Regions from separate parts of the Anas platyrhynchos genome. Here region 2 is linked to region 1. Evidence: chromatin contacts called from public Hi-C data. All regions are on one chromosome and are shown on one strand. Each heading gives the region's core, a stretch centred on a gene start, on an enhancer-like site or on the middle of the called end of the contact. The rest is flanking DNA. Distances are from core to core; before and after follow the strand shown. Region 1 has its middle 5.9 kb from the start of HERC1. Region 2 overlaps DAPK2 (death associated protein kinase 2).

Region 1 (4,091 bases), core at 1,321-3,820:
TTTGGAACAGCCATGGGTTTACTGTGCATTAAGTTAATGTGTACAGGCACACATCTCTTGCGTACTATATTTGGCAGTCCTCCAGTACACCCCCAGTGTCCTGCCAAGACTAACCAGTCTGTTTGCTTCTGTAGCTCCAGGGCCATGATAGCTGGATAACCCCTCTGCTTTGAATGCAAAGGGACAAGTTGTCTGTCTGTTTGCATCTGCCTCACTCCAGTAGTAAGCTCAAAGGTGACATTAGAGCTCCTTTCTATCTTGCCTCCTTTCCATCCAGAGGTCTCAGGTTGCCTTGGTCACTGAGCAGGAAAGACAACAGGAAGAGGAGGGGAGGGGAAGCAATTGTAACAAGTGCTGTTCTTTTTCTTAACTGTATTGCTAAAGGAATATGAAGTTGAGACAATTGTAGTGTTGTGCAACAGTGGTTCTTAAAAAGAAAGAGAAACAAAACTCATTTATAAAGCCCTAAAGACATTGTGAACAACTGATAAGAACACAGCTGGGGAGAGGCAATCCTATGAAGAGTACTTTGACCATGAGTCATTTAGTGTTTAACTCTTTTCTAATGTCTTTATGTGTAGAATTATTATCGCATAGTATTTAAGCTACATTTTGGCTGTGCACTGGATGCTGTCATATGGAGATAATTTGAGTTACTAACCTGTTTAAAATTCTAATAAAACTTCTGCCTCTACTGAAAATACTGTGTACATGTGCATAGATTAGCTTGGAATTTGTCTTGTGTACAAATTTTAATATCACTCAATTGTTCAGGTATAATCCTTTTATTTCACCCTTTACATCCTCATTTATTATCTTCCAGTGTGTTATAAATGAGGTCTCAACTCAATCTGAATTTTGTAATATTTATAAAACAAATATTTCTAAAAGGTATAAAAGGCAAGTAAACAGCGCTGGGTGTGTGGGGAGTCTATGCTCCACCAACACGCACACACAAATATGAAACATTCTAAATATACAGAACACTGCTTTACATACTAAACCCGAGTATGCCTATACATATGTAAAATCAGAAAAGGTAACAAACAATCCTTTAAGTTCTATGACTTAACAGTCTCCATTTTCCATTCCTTTTCTTGATTACTAACAAGTCTCTATTTTCCATTCCTTTTGAACAATATGTCTTGCTTTAAGTTGTCAAGCAACTCGGTCTTCAGGCCTTATGTATCCCGTCCTTCCCAGATCGAAGAAAAGCATAGCCATCTCCTTGTGAAGGCCAATAGGCCTGGGTCAAAAGGCACGTCCAGGTCAACCGGGGGCGTAACAGCAAAGGCCTTTGGTGGCTGTAGCAGCAGAGGGGCCCATGGCGTAGCAGTCAGATCAGTAAAGGAGCCCGCAGCTCCCTCACTGTCTGGCAAACCACACGTTTCTGACTGTGGTCCCACAGGGCTCTTTAAGGCCTCAGAGACTGCTCGCCAGGTGCTGAGCAATCCCACTGCAACTTTGCCATTTTTAGTTGCAGAGTCCCACACCTTGACTGCAGTTTGGTCCCGTATTTCAGGCTCATAATCTGTCCAATTGTTAATAAAGAGAATAAGCTCTAAGGTTACCAGGACAGTCTTTGTTCCTAAGGACGTATGATTCCCCATAATGCACAACTGCTGACCAGTGAGGGGCAGTTGTGTGCGCGGCTCCGCTTCTCTCAGCTCGAGCTTCTCTCCAGCTCCAGTGCACCTATTCCCAGCGACTTTCTGTACGAGCTTCTCTGAGCACTTTGCTGAGTTTGGCCGAACCTATCTTCATGAGGCAATCAAAGTGCCTGTTCCCATCCTGGTCTCCGTTCTGCCAGCCTGTTCCTCTTCACTTCTTTTTCTTGCTTCTTTATTGATGACATAACTTCATCGTGTTGCCTTTTTTTTATCTTGAGGGCAGGCTTCCCTCTTATACCCTTTTCTCCACAGCAGTTCTTTTCAAAACAACTTTTCATTGGTCAAAACAACTTTTCATTGGTCAAACAACTTCGAATGTAACAACAACAGCAAACACCCAGAAACATCCATGCCTTAACGGCTGGAGAACAAGAAACCGGAGACTGCATGGAGTCTCCTGAATCACCTTTGTTCCCTCTAAACTCTTTTATATTCCTGATGGCCTCATCGTTAAGAGTCTAATGTTATCTCAACCACGGGGTTTTCCAACCCCCATGGCCACATTCCCAAATCTCCCCCTTCTTTATTAATATCAACCATTTTCTTGACACAAATTACTACTCCATATATAACAAGTGCAAACTCCTCCTTTTTCCCATGTGTTTTTCCCATTTGTTCTGACAAGTTTCTTATTTTGGCCTGGTGGAGACATTTTTGTGGTGCAGAACAGTGTTTCCCAAAGACTGGCTTGTAACAGTTTGAAGAATGTGCCAACTAGATAAAGAAGGGAAGAGATGGTGATAGATGGAATTGGATCTGAAACCTGAGGTTACTCCAGACTGGCTCCTACTCTGTATTTCACAGTGTGTTAGGATCCACAGAATAATAAGGGAAGTGACACAGCCGCCTGCAACCCTGAGCTCTGAAAAGTGCTGACTGTGTGGCAATGATGGATTTGTGTTGGGGTAAGCGCCAGCTGGCCACGAGGATGTGGCTGTAGATTACTTTCTAACAAATAGCAGTTCGTATGGCTCAGCTTGGAATGAACAGGAAGTGCCATGCAGAAGAACTGCCACTCCAAAATATGAGTCAGATGAAATTACTGAGTGACGCAGATGCATATATATCAATGCCTCCACATTTGGCATGCCTGCACAGGCGAAGCGTTCTAATAACAGCCTCCTTCATATACCTTGGATCCACAGGAAAAGAGCAAGCATTACGGTGAGTAACATACAGAAGACATAGGTGACTGGTATTTTTAGTTTAGTCAGTTTTTCTGGACACTTAATAGATTGGTGTAGGCTGGCTTTAGTCATGTTCCTTATTCTTTCCATATTTCATGTTCTTTGTAACTGCTTCTTCCACACCTGCTCAGTGACTGACATCTTCCTCCCCTTGCCTTCTTGCCCTTGATTGGTAAACTCAACTGTATTTTTTTTTCTTTTGCCTTGTGTGAATTGTGAATTCAATGGCCAAGAAACGTCTGTCTTGTCTGTGAATGAGCCCTCACAGAGAAATGATTGTTTCATGACCTTTCCTTACTGAGATGAGTATATAATAGAAGACTCTTCCTGTGTATTTCTGAACAATAAGAGCAACATTTATTTGGACAAATCTGGGTCCTGCTCTCATTACATAACTGCACAGGCAAATCACTGATTTCAATAATGCTTCAAACTGACAAAGTTCTACCCACACGGACTTAATTGCACGATGAGGTCACAAGTAGCAGTTTGATGTCCTCTGTCCAATCAAGGAGCATATGTTCAGTGTCTTACACTGTTGGTTTGGACTCTTTCCTTTTTTTTCCCCCCTTAAACCATTGTTTCATTGCCACCAGTGAACAAACCAGTATTTATTCTTCTAATTGCTGGCCTGTTTCTGTATAAAATGATTTGACTCACATCCAGAAACATATAGACTCCTTTCATTGCCATGGCAACAGAAAGACATGCCAATGTTAGCAATGTCTGCTGGAAAAAAAAAAAAAAGCAGTTAAAGCAAAACACAGTTAAGTGACATATTTCATATGTAAATCCAATTTTATATAATGATCCCTAGTTATCCATTATTGTGGAGAAGTGGTTAAGAACAAACCCTAGATAGATACCATAGTGTAATGCTGAGTGTTAAGTCTTGTCCTTGCCACTGCATTCCAAAAAAAGATAATGCAAAAATAGTGTCAGGGAAATTGGTCATAATCTTAGTATAATGTCTGGACTTGAGGAGAATAAAGAGTTAAATGTGGTTGCTAAAAATAAGGGATCATTAGTAACAGTTTTAGAAAAAGAAAGGCTGGATAGTGCAGACAGAAGTGCAGATGTTTTTTTCATTATCATACCTTTCTCATTATTGCCCAATATTAAAAGTGCATTTGATGGGAGTACCAAGTGATGCATTTAAAACTGGTAAATAATGTAATAATAGGGAATCATTGATGGAAAAACGGGTCTTGTGGAGCTGAACACTAGAAATTTG
Region 2 (4,316 bases), core at 82-2,581, 55 kb before region 1:
TAGACTTGTTTTGTTTTTTTTTCTGGGTAAAACTTAAAGAACACCAGATGCAACGTTTTACCAGTGCTAATGGGGTTTAGGGGCCTGGCACATAATCACTGTTCTGACAGCGTAACTAATAAATGCTTATTTACCTAATGGAAACCAAAAGCACAGATAACTGCGGTATTCTTTGTAGGAGAAGAACTTGGAAATCCATGATAAAAAGTCATGTCATCTAGCTAGATGGACTTTCCCTGGTAAACAGAAGGGTGTAATTAGAGCTAGGAAGTTTACTCCTCACACACATCACACTGTATCTTCATACAAGAATATTTTTTTTTCCCTGTATGTAGAAGTTATACAGTATTGGTCTTTCTCAGGCATGGAACTTAACTCTCTTCTTAGATTCACTTGTAATTTGAACTAGTTCTCTGAATCTGGAAGAGTAACCTTGGATTATTTATTTCCTATAATACATGCAGAACAAGTCTTTGCTTTCAATGCAAAATGTGACTTTAATTACTGAGCACTAACCAGTACCTATTAATATTTCTTGTTACAAAAATCTTCTATGTCATTCATTTGTTTCAATGTAAGATTCAATATACACTATGGCATGGGATACTTGATCACCATAACTAAGATTGTCATCAGCTCTCTAATACAGTCATTCTTTTTGGATTTCTATTCCTTCCAGTAGAGTGAGTGATTTTAGATTTCTCCTTTTTAAATGGTTTTCCCTGCTAGTTTTTAATGTTCTTTCAACTATTTCCAAAGTCTTTGTTTTGTATCATGAAGCACGGAGAAAAATTGTTTTGTTTTGTAATTGGAGTAATTAGTCTCAGTATTTGAGTTCTGTGGATCCATAATCCTCACAGAGAATTTGTATTGGTGTGTCTGTTTCCTATGTAGGAAGAGTGGAGAGAACAAATAGCATAGCTTCTGTGCTGTCCTGCTGCCGGAGGAGATTGTTTTGTGTAGCAGAAACTAAAAAAGATGAGGAGGGAAGTTCTTCCTCTTATTTTGGTGGACCAGAATAATCCACAAAGAGCAGTGAAGTGGGACTTTCAGGAACCCTTTGTGGTTTTGGCCTTACAGATAATTTTCTAAAAACTTGTTTAAAATGCCAGCATGATTTCCATCCCTTTCATTCATGGGGAAGGGGAAAAAGTATTTAACCATTAAACCATAGTACTGGTTCCCCCTTATAACTTATTGCTCTCAGGTATACTATGATCTGTTTGCATTCAGCTAGATTTGGACCTTTAGACACAGGGTACAGTGTGCTAACCTTCTGCATGCATGTTACGTATGCACTGGTGTTACTCCACATAGCAGAAGGAACAGCTTATCAAATCAGCTATTCCTGCTGAGCATGAGTCAGCTTTGACCTTCCCTAGGTCTCTGGACTCTGTTCATTCCTACTCCAAGAGTTGATATTCAATCTAAAACTAAAATGTGATAAGTGGGAAGAATTTCTATCATGCACATTTAATTCTTGAGCTTTAGATTAAATAATGCTTGCCAGGCTATCAGTAACTTGCCAGAATTGCTGCGCTAGTGCTATATCACTGCAGACTCTGCTTTTCCATCCTGAAGAGCTGATAGACTATATTGCTTGTCACTGTGTCATTGGGAAGCTTCCAAAAAACAAAAAACAAACAAACAAAAAAAAAACAACACATTTAACACAGCTTTGGAAGATGCTAGTGATGATTGAATAGGTGGCACAGTTTGTTGTGAGTCAGAGCTAATGACCCAAAATGATGTCTAAGGCATTAATTGTCTTTATTTCAGGTAACATGTTACTTAATTGATTGTTGATGTTATATATGTTAATTGGTAACATTACTTAATAGGCTATTAAGCCAATAATAAGTCACTGTTCAGGAATATAAGGTTTATTAAATGGTGATTTGAATTTCAAATGGTTTATTTGCTCCCTACTTACTCCAGTAAACTGGACCCTTCTGGCTTAGTCCATGTTCTTCCACTGTTCTGATTCTTTTCTGACAGTGGACGCATTGTCTTTAGCCCAGGATATGTTGGTTACCTTTGAGCTGTAAAGAGATGTGGGTGAAAGGTGCTGCAGACGTTATCAGACACAGCATATGTTCAGAAGTGCTCAGCACTTTCCTGTTGTGAGTATTGAAACTTACCTTGTAAAGTCACTGTTCTGGTGCATTATACAATTGGTTAGTAAAAACATGAGTGGTGGTGAAAATATCACTGTGTTTACAGTGGCAGCTGATTTTTTTTCTTCTTTATGTATAAAATAATACCTCTTGTTAGGTTTAAAGTGACATTGTTATAGTAGTGGTATTGTGATACTTCCCTTTCTCTATGAATTGGTTTTAAGTCACCCTGACACTGCCCAGCCATTAAGTGAACCTGAAGTGACATCAGGTTAGTCATGTCTCATAACATAAAGATTTTTTTCTGAACTCCGTTGCAGGGCTGGGTTAAGAACTCATGACGTGTCTGTGATAATCTTGCATGAGAGGTTGACAATGTGACTGTAGAGTATTGTGAATAGGTTTTACTTGTGTATCTTTCACATGCTTGAAGGATTTATGTACTTTTTAGGTGTCAAAATTCATATGAAATACTCTGTTAAGAAAATGTTTAAAGCATTCTGTTGTAATCTGGCATCTGCTGCAGTCTAGGTAGTGTGTAGTTACTCTAGGAGAGGTAGGAGAGGTAGCCACTTTATTTGCTTTTTTTTTTTTTTAAACAAAAGAAAACACTTTGTTTGCACCTTAAGCACAGAAAGTACAGTGATGTTTGTGACAGGTCTCAGCAGAGAATTAAGCAGGTAAATGTTTGGGGGTTTTTTGAGAGTTCTGTTTCATAAAGTCTTATGGGAACAAGAGGATACTTTCCCTTTGTGACCTTGCTGTGCCAGGATTTCTGTTCTTGGTGTTTCAGCTATCACAGTTTAGCTCCTCAATAAATATTGTTCTGCTAGACACACTATTCATTCACTACTTATTTAAAATTCTGCCACTCCAAATACTGGTTTAGTTCACAAAAAATAAAAATGCCTGTAAAAAATAAAACACACTAAAGATTATTGCTATAGTCCATTTACAGAAGGCTCCCAGTTCTTCGTGGCTGTGATCACGGACTTTTTACAGAAAGCTTCCAGTGAGGTATTTTTATTCATATAGTTTGTGAACCTTGCATGGTTTTTGGTTCAGTTGTTTTTTGAGTGAATTCTGAAAGCCCACAAATGACTTGTAGAAGGAGCTAACAACAGATTGCTGTCGTCTTTGGTGGGAAGAGCTTAAGAGCATGCCAGTGCAATGAAACTAGTAGAATTTGTCTCTGAAGTGTAAGGAGAGTCTTTTGGGGAGGAAAACTGCTTTAGGGGCTTGAGGTTTTTAAGAAGCACGTTCAGCAAGAATTCTTAAGAGCTTTGCTTTGGAAATTACAACTATGAAATTAAAAAAATATGTATTAGAACCTAGTTTTCGCAAGGGGGGGGGAAAAGTATGGAAAAGAAGTGAAATGCAGAATTTCAAAGGATGAGATTACCAATTAAAACCGATATGAATTTAATAGTGGCAAAAAGTCATCATTAACAGAACTGTTGGCATAAAAACAACAGTTGTGACAGTGAATAAATGACCCTTCAGTGTTGAAACTAAATAAGCCATGGTATCTGGGCTCTATAGGCAGCCTCTCGAATCCAGAACGCTAACCTGTGTTAGCCTGACGTTATTGTTTGTGATTCTGGTTTTGTATATTAACTTAAGAATGCAAAAGGAAAATAAAAATGACACATGATGATTTCATAATGTGTTTTTAGGATTTTTACTCTCCTCTTGATCTAGCTATAGATTATGTCAAACCAAAGCAAGGGGTGCTGTTGACTCGTACTGGAGAGCAGACAATGTGCTGCTGACATAAGGTGAAGCTGTTAGCAGCAGCTAATGACGTACACTGTGAAGTAACTGATTGTTGCTGTCTGTTGCTGTCAGTAAACATAAAAAAAAATTGTTTTCAGAGTTAAATATATCATATTGCCTCATAGCTCAGAGAATATATGGCACTGGATAAGGTGTAACTTTTTTTTCTTGCTGTCGAGGGACCAAATGTAATTTATCATCCAATTAGAGAGACAACAACTGGCAAACTTTGCAAAGTCTAGTAAACCTAAAATTAGATCTCCAAGCTGTGTTTTGGCTTCCTGCATGCAGGCAACCACATGTACGAATTACGTCATTTTGTCCTTGTTTGGGGTGGTGTTTCTAATAGCAGATAAACCCTAATAGGCTTGCATTCCCACAACTGAATGTCTTAAATGTTCATGGTTTTATTTGAATTGTGAA

The links. Hi-C and Micro-C count contacts between places; a contact is called where the count stands out from the background.
Region 2: a Hi-C map of skeletal muscle shows a contact between it and region 1, with 2.5 times the contacts expected there. The contact joins two enhancer-like sites. A contact is called at or near these places in 2 of 8 Hi-C or Micro-C datasets (both in skeletal muscle).

What each region holds. Positions count from the first base shown.
Region 1 is chr11:11,048,365-11,052,455 of IASCAAS_PekinDuck_T2T, reverse strand. No RefSeq gene overlaps it. Among named protein-coding and RNA genes, the nearest start is that of HERC1, 5.9 kb to the right of the region's middle. Within about 2 kb of position 2,570, at least 3 of the 8 cell types and tissues checked have an H3K27ac peak or open chromatin away from gene starts, as enhancers often do.
Region 2 is chr11:11,101,761-11,106,076 of IASCAAS_PekinDuck_T2T, reverse strand. The region is part of intron 4 of DAPK2 (death associated protein kinase 2); the gene reads left to right. Among named protein-coding and RNA genes, the nearest start is that of DAPK2, 19 kb to the left of the region's middle. Within about 2 kb of position 1,331, at least 4 of the 8 cell types and tissues checked have an H3K27ac peak or open chromatin away from gene starts, as enhancers often do.